Regions from separate parts of the Triticum aestivum genome. Here region 1 is linked to region 2. The links are chromatin contacts, called in public Hi-C maps. All regions are on one chromosome and are shown on one strand. The core of a region is the stretch at or near the end of the contact, and the rest is flanking DNA. Distances in the headings are between cores, read along the strand shown. Region 1 holds the start of LOC123128611 (isoleucine--tRNA ligase, chloroplastic/mitochondrial). Region 2 holds the start of LOC123128610 (serine/threonine-protein kinase RIPK).

The links. A called contact is a pair of places that touch in the nucleus more often than the background predicts.
Region 1: a Hi-C map of leaf shows a contact between it and region 2, with 5 times the contacts expected there. The contact joins the promoter of LOC123128611 here to the promoter of LOC123128610 in region 2. A contact is called at or near these places in 2 of 5 Hi-C or Micro-C datasets (both in leaf).

Annotation. Positions count from the first base shown.
Region 1 is chr6A:573,684,370-573,689,338 of IWGSC CS RefSeq v2.1, forward strand. It overlaps LOC123128611 (isoleucine--tRNA ligase, chloroplastic/mitochondrial), which reads left to right and starts at 1,465. Exons shown (of 22, transcript XM_044548657.1): 1 at 1,465-1,715; 2 at 1,809-1,977; 3 at 2,994-3,148; 4 at 3,233-3,334; 5 at 3,989-4,058; 6 at 4,212-4,324; 7 at 4,525-4,593. The coding sequence starts at 1,692.
Region 2 is chr6A:573,150,909-573,156,069 of IWGSC CS RefSeq v2.1, forward strand. LOC123128610 (serine/threonine-protein kinase RIPK) reads right to left here and starts at 3,662. Exons shown (of 3, transcript XM_044548655.1): 1 at 2,964-3,662; 2 at 2,747-2,883; 3 at 955-1,867. The coding sequence starts at 3,525. The coding sequence ends at 1,166. LOC123128609 (protein OPAQUE1) reads left to right here. Exons shown (of 38, transcript XM_044548654.1): 36 at 1-50; 37 at 132-214; 38 at 358-775. The coding sequence ends at 478.

The sequences.
Region 1 (4,969 bases), core at 215-2,714, 530 kb after region 2:
TGGTTAAACTTTACGAAGTTTGACTACAAAGAAATCTTATATGCAGAGTAAAAAGGACTGGAGAGAGCACTAGGTTGAACTATAATATACATATAGGATGCAGAAGGAACAATAGTCAGGTGAGTGGTAAGATATAAAGGGCAGATGCCGCTGAAATCATAGAAGATGATATGATGAGGGACGGGTCCAGGGTCTATGCGGGAACCACGTCATTTAGATGTGCAATAACAATGTCGCATCTAAATGCGCCTTAGACGGGTTCATAATTTTAGGGTTCGATTAGAGATGCACTAACACCCCCCTCAAGTCTCACATGTCCTCGACCTGAAGAGAGCAACTACGGGCACATCATGGGCACCAACATTGACTTGTTTGTAGGATATCCTTCTGCTAAACATGTTCACACTACTTGTAGGTATGTGCAACGTGAGCTCCATCAGTTCCGAGGGCGACGTGGTATAGTTTAGCATTCTCGATTTGCCGTGCTAGGACCAAGCCGCAGTTTTCTTTTAACCGAATTGACTTCTAATTTACTTCTACCGTAGCAGAGCATATACTAGTAACTAATTCCGACAAGTTTGAATTTGCGTGGAGCCTGCGTAATGCTAATTCCTACTCTTGTGATGCATTGTAGAAGTATATAACATGACGCTTGGCACGCAAGTAAGTGCTTTTTCTATATATAGTACAGGGTACAAGGTAAAAGTCTCTCCACCGATTTGAGAGATTGAGACCCTGGCCGAACATCCAGCTCGTGAGGAAGATGGCTCCGGTTTCAGGTAAAAATTCTCCGGCGTTCTATTTCCTCCCGTCTCAGTGATCCATTCCCACATCATGTACTCTACTGCTACCTTCGATTAATTCATTATTATGACACTTCGTGCCTGGCCATGTTCTGAACAAGCTAAATAAGAGTTACGAGTCCAGTGGCCGCCATGAACATGCATGGAGATTGGCTGTAGCAAATGTGAAGCAGAATCTATTTTAAATCATGAGTGAGTGAGAGAGGTCGTGGTTTTGAACTTTCGAAACCTTTTTTGGGGATGATAGTTGCGATTTTAACTGCAAACGAGCTGAGATTTGTCCACGGTAACAAAGCTCCGTTTGAACCGACTTGAGTTGTGCTTGTGCAGGAGCCAGCCTATGCTGCTTCTCGTCTGTACTGTATGTATTTCTTTGAGAGGTTCTTCTTGCTCTTCCCCAGAGTCCAGACTGCCAAATTATTATCTTTGAGCGAAAAAAACACACTATTCGCAGCCTTTCCATTTTGGGCCAAGTGGGCACGGGAGCGTGTCGAACAGCTAATAGAGCCCAAGTTGACCTCTACAGCGCGGCCTAGCCCAGTAGCTCCCTCCTCACAAAGTGGCCCAACCATGATGACGCCCTCTTCACAAAGTGGCCCAACAAAGAGGGCCCCACACGGCAGCCTCATCGGCCTCCGCGAACGAGCGAACCCCCCAGGCCCCCACACCTAGCCCACAAAAAAAAACCTCCACACCCCTCTTCTTCGGTTCAGGCTCTCTCCTCCTCCCCTCTCCCCTCGCTCGCCAATCCCCTTATCCCCGATGCCGCCATTGTCGCGCCCATAGCAGAACCCACCTAGCCGTCGACCGGCCTGGCGGGGCCCCCTCCCCAACGGAACCAGTTCGAGCTCGCCCGCTCGCTCGCTCGTCTCGCGGCGCCGGCGTCGGATGGACGCCGCCTCCTGCTGTCGCGTAAGCGGCCCCCCCCCCCCCCCCCCCCCCCCCCCCCCCTTGTACTGCCGAAGCTCCTAGAGGCACTCCTCACGAGCCCCCGCTCTTCCGCAGGTCTTCTCGACGCAGAGATGCCGCTTCCCGCTGCGCAGGCTGGGGGCGGCCCCGGTGGCGGCGCGGCGGCCGTTCTCCACCGAGCTGAGCGACCTCTTCGCCCCGTCGTCGTCGGCCTCGAAGCGCCGGTCCCGGGGCCCCGTCATGGCCGCGAAGAAGGCCGCGGAGGGTGAGCCGTCTCTCGCTCGCGTCATTAGGGGTTCAGGGTGGGGTTTTTGGTTTGGGGAATCGGCGACCGTCTGTTCCGTGTTGCAATGGGGCGTCCGTTTTTTGAGGTCGATTGCTCGTGAGTTGCATCCGGCGCTAGGGACTAGGGACACAAGCAGTAGTAGGATTAGACGAATGAATTTGAGTGCAGTTTCCTGAGCTTCGGATCGATTGCGGATCAGGGTTCTGAGTGAAATTTGCCCGTGGTCGTAGTTGGGACTGACGGGGTGTTCACTTGATGTATGCGTGTAACTTGAGCTTAATCTGGTCGGTTTAGCTTGATAGATGTTGCTCTTTGACAAATGTTTCATGCTGGGTCATTCCATTGTAATTAGGTCATTGTGTATGCAATTTTTTATTTAAGGTGTCTACGCCTTCATCACAATTTGTCACCATGTTCTCTTTTTGGTCTGTATGAGACTTCCATCAATATAAGCTTTCTGCATCCAGTGTCTTGGTATCAAAGCAATCTTGGTTTTCATTTTGTGAATAACTAGAAGAACAGGTGAGCTTATTTTAGATGTTGGATGGTGGAAACAGTGCTCAGACGGTGGTGATTGTGCTTGTGATGATGCTAACCGATTGAGATTATATGCTATATATACCCAGAATATGGCAATTTGATGATTTAATGAATAATTCTGCTATTCTTAGAAGTTCAGAGTTAAAAGTTAGAAAAACTCTCCATGTTTAATATACCTGAGTGCAGTCATGGGGATAAAAGTTCCTTCCATTGAGAGTCTCAATAAGACATATGGTAGTCTCTTTTTTTTGCGGGAAACAGTCTAGGTAGTCCGATTTGGCATGTTTCAAAATAAAATCTCTTAATGATATAAGTGTTTTGATCTGGACCATTTGAAACTGAAATAAGCATTTAGTTGATGTTTGACAGGTTGAGTCTCGTTTTAGTCATTGGTCCTCCTTGGGGTGTTAGAACACAGAGGTACCTAGAACTGATAGCTTGTCGGTTTTTCCTAGGTGCAAAACAAGAAGATGGGAAATACAAGCACACGGTGGATCTCCCAAAGACGAGTTTTGGCTTGAGAGCAAACTCTGTTATGCGCGAACCGGAGCTCCAGAAGTTGTGGGAGGAGAACCAGGTGCTGAAGAGGGTGTCCGAAAGGAATACTGGGGTGAGTTTACTTTTTCAAGTAGAGCTATAAATGAAAACGAAACTATTCATCTGACCTAGTTGGTTTTCTTGGTTGTTTGATTAGGCCACATTTACTCTTCATGATGGCCCGCCTTATGCTAATGGTGATCTTCACATGGGTCATGCGCTGAATAAAGTTCTCAAAGATATTATAAATCGCTACAAGGTATCAGCTATCCGTGAATTTCATCTAGCTGTACGCACATGTTTATTTGCAAACAATTGACATATTTCTTTTTGGGGGAAACAATTGGTACGGATTCATATTCTGTGTCAGTTCAATTTCTGGGCCACCCCATATTTTGATGCGTGTGCCATTATCTTCAAATGGTAAAGTCTGCATATTCAGCTTGATGTTGACAGTTCAACAAAGATTGGACCTATGTAAATGCCATTGCTCATGCTAGAATGCTAGATAAACCAGCTTAGGTTCTACAAGACTAAGAGTAATTGATTGTGTATGAGATATAAGATTCCAGATGAGAATTTTTTCTTGTATAAAATCTTATAATATGCTGGCTCTGGGTCACCTAAGTTCTTTTTTTTAGATGGACACCTAATTGTAGTTGATTCTGTATGACATGATGATTTTTATAAAATTTTATTATGTTGTCCTGGCAACTCACTTCTGTTGAAATGTTTTGAAGTCATTTTGTTCAATAATCAATGATGTGCATATTGATTTGGCGACCCTTTCTATTTTCTGATGGTGGTATGATCTAAATCCTTATCAGTACACAAATATGAATTAGAACATGGACCCAATGAAACCATAATTTTCCATTTATTCAGTGTTCTGATCCTCTCTTCTTTTGCACAGCTGCTTCAGAATCACAAGGTTTCCTTTATTCCTGGGTGGGATTGCCATGGCCTTCCGATAGAATTGAAAGGTAAGTTCAACTCTATATGATCTTTGGAAATGTTGCCATATTCAAAAGTGTATTTAATTGTGGTTATTTTGTTGTTGGGGTGGGTTCACTTAGAAGATGCCTGCTTTGCATGTGTTAGATTATAACCAAGTAACAGTTGATCATTTACTGCAGTTCTGAAGTCAATGGACAAAGCAACATTGAATGCTCTAACACCTATAAAATTAAGGCAAAAGGCTGCAAAATTTGCTAAAGTGACCGTTAATGCACAAATGAATTCTTTCAAGGTAATATTTTCTTCATTTTAAATTCTAGTGGCACTTATTTAAGTTTTGTGGTATTTCATGGTGTGTTTACAGTTTTCTAAGGCAAGGCCGAGTCATGTAGTAATGCCTGGCACATGTTCTTCTTGCTTACCGAAAGCCTTCAAAACGTTTTAGGTTTTAGTTCCTTACTGGTATATTAACAAATAACACCGTGCTTGCAGCGGATCGGTATATGGGCAGATTGGGACAGCCCTTACCTAACTCTTTCGCCAGAATATGAAGCTGCTCAGGTTTTCACTCTGTTACTCCTACTATTTATGTAAAAAATCATGGAAATGCATCTATATGTATCTATTCTATTCACTTGAGTGAGAGCTTGGAGCATTGTTTTTAAGGCGGTAAGGCGACCTAAGGCGAGCACCAACCGCCCTGGCGCATAAGCGCCTAAAGCAGGCATAATTGTAAGGTGCTGCCAGGGTGCCTTGCCGCCTAAGCATCCAAGGCGAGACGCCTTATAAACAATGGCTTGGAGATTGGATGACTTGATTGGGTTGTCAGCATCTCTATCTTGCTTGCAATTAGAGCAGCTAATTTTTCTGTTCTTTTGACCTGTTTACCATGCCAGTATAAAGACAATATGCTGGGGTATAATTCTAGTTTATGTTA
Region 2 (5,161 bases), core at 2,412-4,911:
GCTCAATGTACTGGGACGACAAGTACAATACCCAGGGAATATCAAATGAGGTGTGCACTTTTAGCTTTGGACCTTCCGTCTTTCAGATTTTGTCTTGTGTTATTTTTTTTGAAAATGTTATGATTTTACAGGTCGTTTCTGCAATGCGGGAGATGGTCAACAAAGATACTCAGAACCTCGCGTCAAATTCATTTTTGTTGGATGACGATTTAAGGTAGCTATAATTTTCTTGGTAGTTACCGCTTAACACACTGTAGAAAATGCTCCTTTCAAAGTTTCGTGTTTTGTTTGTAGAGTGTGGAGTATGTTTATGTGGTTGCCGATTTTGCACTTACATTTTATGCTTGTTTGGTGCAGCATACCATTTTCGACCGAGGATTTATCGATCGCCATCCCAGCGATAGACTATGCGGATGTGGAGCTGCCGGAATCTCTTCATCACTATCCATCTGCGCAGTTTCTACTGACGGCATCATGACCCACTCCCTGTGTAATAGAACAACAAGGAGGTTTGGGCTTGAAGATCAGTTAATCCCCAGATTTTTATGGGGTTGCACCCCTTCAGCAATGTTGTACTGTTGTTTAGTTTTCTAGGGCAAATTTGATCTAGGGTGGAAGGGGGTGGTAGGTATGCAGTTCCAAAGCAACAATTGTTGCTAGACGCCGAACGGCCCTGGCTTCGTGGGTGTCCAGTTGTCTTGGCTATCTATGTTGTACAAAGAATACTGTAGAAATGCGAAGCAGTTGCCCGAAATTGATTACATCTGTGGCAAAATGTCCTGTTTGGTGCAGAACATGTTTCGCGTTCGTAACCAGATGCGTTCTAATCTCTGCAAAAGTGATGGTAGTTGAAAGCATTAGCTATGGGAGTGGTTGAACTTGTTTTAGTACCTGTACCAAACAATATGCTGCAGATGATTCGTTTTAAAAAAAAGGAACGTCTCGGAGAGCAAATGAAGAAAGAACGCCATCCTTTTGGCCTTGAAAAAAAATTCTGTACTAACACTTTTTGCTCTTGTGTGATGCAAATACATCACCAAGAAAAGAAAATAAAATTAATCAACCAACAGATTACGCATCCTGGTTCTTTCAATTATGTACACTTTGAACAATTTGGACAAAAAAAGATCTCAAGCACACACGAACACACGCGTGGCATCGTTGCTCACGCCCCTCTGTCCCTTCTCTGCCTCGGCGAGCCCCGGCTCTCGTTCCCTGCCGCCACCGAGCTCGCGTACTTCGGCGCCGCGCTCTCGGCGTGCACGGCCGAGCGCTGGCACTTCTTCCTGGCCGCGGCCGCCGAAGCGCTAGCGCCGCCGTCCTTGGCCTCCTCGCCGGCCTCCGCAGCCACATCGGCCTTGTCCGCGACGGCCTTGGCCACCGGCGACGGCTCTGACGGCGCGGTGTAGACGAACAGCCCGGCGGGCACGTCGCGGGACATGCGCATGAGCGGCTCGAGCGAGTCGACGACCTCGCGCATGGTGGGGCGGTTCTTGGGCACGCTGTGCAGGCAGTTGTACGCCACCGTGGCGGCCTTGGCGGCGGCCTCGGCGGAGTAGCTGCCCTCGAGGCTCGGGTCCATGACGCGGTGCAGCCGGTCGGGGCGGCGCAGGTAGGGCCGGGCCCAGTCGACGAGGTTCTGCTCGCGGCCGCGGCGGCGCTTGTCGACGCTCCGGCGGCCCGTGAGCAGCTCCAGCAGCACCACGCCGAAGCTGTACACGTCGCTCCTCGCCGTGAGGTGGCCCGTGAGGATGTACTCCGGCGCCGCGTAGCCGTGCGTGCCCATCACCCGGGTGGACACGTGCGTGTCGTCCCCCGACGGGCCCTCCTTGGCCAGCCCGAAGTCCGACAGCTTCGCCGTGTAGTCCTGCGATAACATAGGCACACACACACAGTCAGAATCACCGGTCGATCGACGTGTACTGGTTAACAGTAATATACACGTGAAATGTATGCACGGTTGTTTTGGTGGATGTGTACCGAACTGTTTGTGTGGTATTTTGACATCTGTACTACCTGGTTATCTTATCTGGGGTGTCAAGTAAGGTGGCTGGGTTAGGTGATCATACTAGATGTATGCTGTGGGTGTGGTTGATTTAGACAGGTGCGACTACGTTGGCCGGCTAGCTCCTACAGGCTACAGCTTGTGCGTTCTAGCTGGTGCTAATATAGCCTACTCCCTCTTCGTGTTCTTGTGCGTTCTAGCTGGTGCTAATATAGTAGCCTAGCCTAGGAGAATTGATTAAGAACACGAAGAGGCCAATTTTGTATTATCCTCGAGGGCACGTTTCCTACCCCCTCACAATGACAGGGACATTTATGCTTGTCTGATCCCGTCCGAGGCATAGACAATTGAGATAATTCAACCGGGAAAAAAGGCTACTGGTTATACGCATATTCAAATTTGTGGTTGTTAGTGGCTAACAGTAATTAAGTATTTATACTACTAATTAATAGAGGTTAAGTCCATGGCTTTGCCCGTTCAACGGATCAAAGTCTCCGCGAGATCATCATTAGAGAAATATAAACCGACAGAGATCGGCCAACCAGCTGGTTTTAGAACGTGCTGGCACGTACGCCCGCAGAAATGGGATACGGAGACGGTCGTCATATCAAATCGTATGTGCAGAGGCGCGCCGACGAACTAGTCGTGTGTCCGTGTACATACACAGGAAACGGAGGTATGAACGTGAACGGGATATGACATGCCCGCCGGAGTTGGTAGGGATGACGGAGTGCTACTCACCGATTCGAGCAGGATGTTGGAGGCCTTGAAGTCCCGGTAGATGACCGGCGTCTCCGCCTCGTGCAGGAACGCCAGCCCCTTGGCCGCCCCCACCGCGATCTTCAGCCTCGTCGCCCACGGCAAGCTCGCCAGCAGATCTGCAAGACAAATCATCCAAGATCAGTAACCATGTCGGCGTGATCAATCGGCGAAGAACTGTATGTGGACGAATTCTTACTCTTGAAGAGGTGGTGCTCGAGGCTGCCCCGGGCCATGTACTCGTAGACGAGCATGCGGTGGTGCTCCTGGTAGCAGTAGCCGACGAGCTTCACCAGGTGCGGGTGGCTGAGCTGCATGCCGAGGTAGACGACCTCGGCGAGCCACTCGCGGTGGCCCTGGGGGCCCTCGGCGTCCAGGTACTTGACGGCCACGTGCTGCGGCTGCATCCCCGGCACCACCTTGTCGTCGAGGAAGCCCTTGTAGACCGGCCCGAACCCGCCCTCGCCGATGAAGTGGCTGCCGGAGAAGTTGCGCGTGGCGGCCCGCAGCTCGGCGACGGTGAAGGCGTGCATCCCCGACGAGGCCAGCGTGCGGGACAGGTTGTCGAAGGAGAGCGTCCGCAGCCGCGCCGTCGCGCTCGGCGCCCGCCGCATCGACTTCTTCTTGGTTTTCTTGGCCGATGGCCTCGGCGGCGCCGTGGCCTTGGCCGTGGCCGTGGTCGCCTCGTCGCCGTCTGCCACCGCCGCCGGGTCCGTGGCGCCGCCGCGCGGGTAGAAGCAGCCCTTCAGGAACGCCCTCATGGTGCTGGCGATGCGGCGATCGACGGAGGTCGAGTGCTTCCTTGGCGATCGAGTGAAACGAACTGATTCCGTTCGTTCTTGGAATGGAATGGGGATTGGGAGTGGATGATGATGGGTTGACGAGATGGGTCGAGGTGCGGTGTGGAGGGTGGGTGGGGCGCGTGCGCGTATATATAGCGGGGTGGTGGGTTGGTCGGATGGCGCCATGGATGGATCGGGTCGTGGTCACGGGGGGAGGGGTAGCCCAGGCGCGGGTGTAAACGGAAGGGTCCGACGGTTTGACCTGGCCGGAGCAACGCGGCGCGGTAAATCGAATCTGCGTGGGTTGCGCGGACGGTAACGTTGATGGTGAGATTGCTCCGGCGAGTTGGGCATTGTGTGCTGGCTTGGGTTAGAGGTGAATGCGACTAGCTCGATCGCTGGCTGTAGGGAAAAATGATCCGGAACGCAGCTGGCCGCTGGCCGGCGTCTGACGTTTGTACGTATGACAAGGACGCGTGTGGACTCTAGCTCGTGTACTTCTTGGCTGTGCAAGTATAGTGCAGTTTCGTGGTCGAAATATGTACAATCGGTCAGTGCGTATGACAAGGATGTACGTACGTACGTGTCGCGCTGTGATGCACACTGTAGCCATTTTTACCACCTGCTACTCCTGTTGTTTTGCTGATAGCATACGCTTCTTTTTCACCACTGCAACTTCGGATGGCTGCTGAGGTAACTGGTAACGTCAGTTCAACGGAGCCGTTGAGGAAGGGCCACCTTTAGGCTATAGCTGCATTTGAGACGGAGAAATTAACAGTTTAATACTAGTACTTTGATGATGATGATGGAAGAAAATGGCCGCGTAGTTACGTGTCGCCGTCAGGGTGCGGGTGGGAACTCTCGCGGGTGCCTCTCGCTTTTGTAAAGGGAGCGTTTGGCCGGCTACAAAATATTGCTAGCTAGCTCTGCGTCGTCGTCTCATGGCCATGGTAAGATGGCGACGCACCCACCCACCATTCTCAAGAGGCTTCTATGGCTGACAAGACCAGTTCGCGCCCGCGTACGTACGTAGGAACGTTTATGTTCTTAATTAATTCTCAACGACTACCGGGATTTTGACAACATAAAGAGCGGAATGGGACTTAATTAGGTATTAAAGTTGTACTGACACTCCCCTGATCATGTCATCACTTGGCTGTTAAGAACCCATCTAGGGTTTCTCTCTCCCTCCTCTATCCCTTGATGGTCAGGGTAAACTTTTTCCTCCAAGCTTCGCCGGTGAGCCTGTGGATTTGCCCCCCCTCCCCCCCCTCTGCCTGTCGTTCCGGCGGGCGGTGACGGGGAGAGGAATCCCAGTGCCTCCGTTCCAGTTAGTAGTTTAGGTTAGAATTTTTTTATCCTCACAGGTGCAGCGCTCGAGCGGATGGCAGCGCTTTTTCTTCGAGTTTGCCTTCTAGGCTCCAATCCTTCTCGAATTCGTCCATCTGGAAGTAGTTGACGGAGCTCTGACGTAGATTCCTGTCGCTTCCTTGTGACAGTGAGGTTAGGGTTTCTCATCATGTGTAAAACTTTGGTGTCAGGTGTGTCAGATGTATTCAGGGGTTCAACGACGACGACTGCGGCTCCAGGGCGCTGGTCTTTAGGGCACGCACAC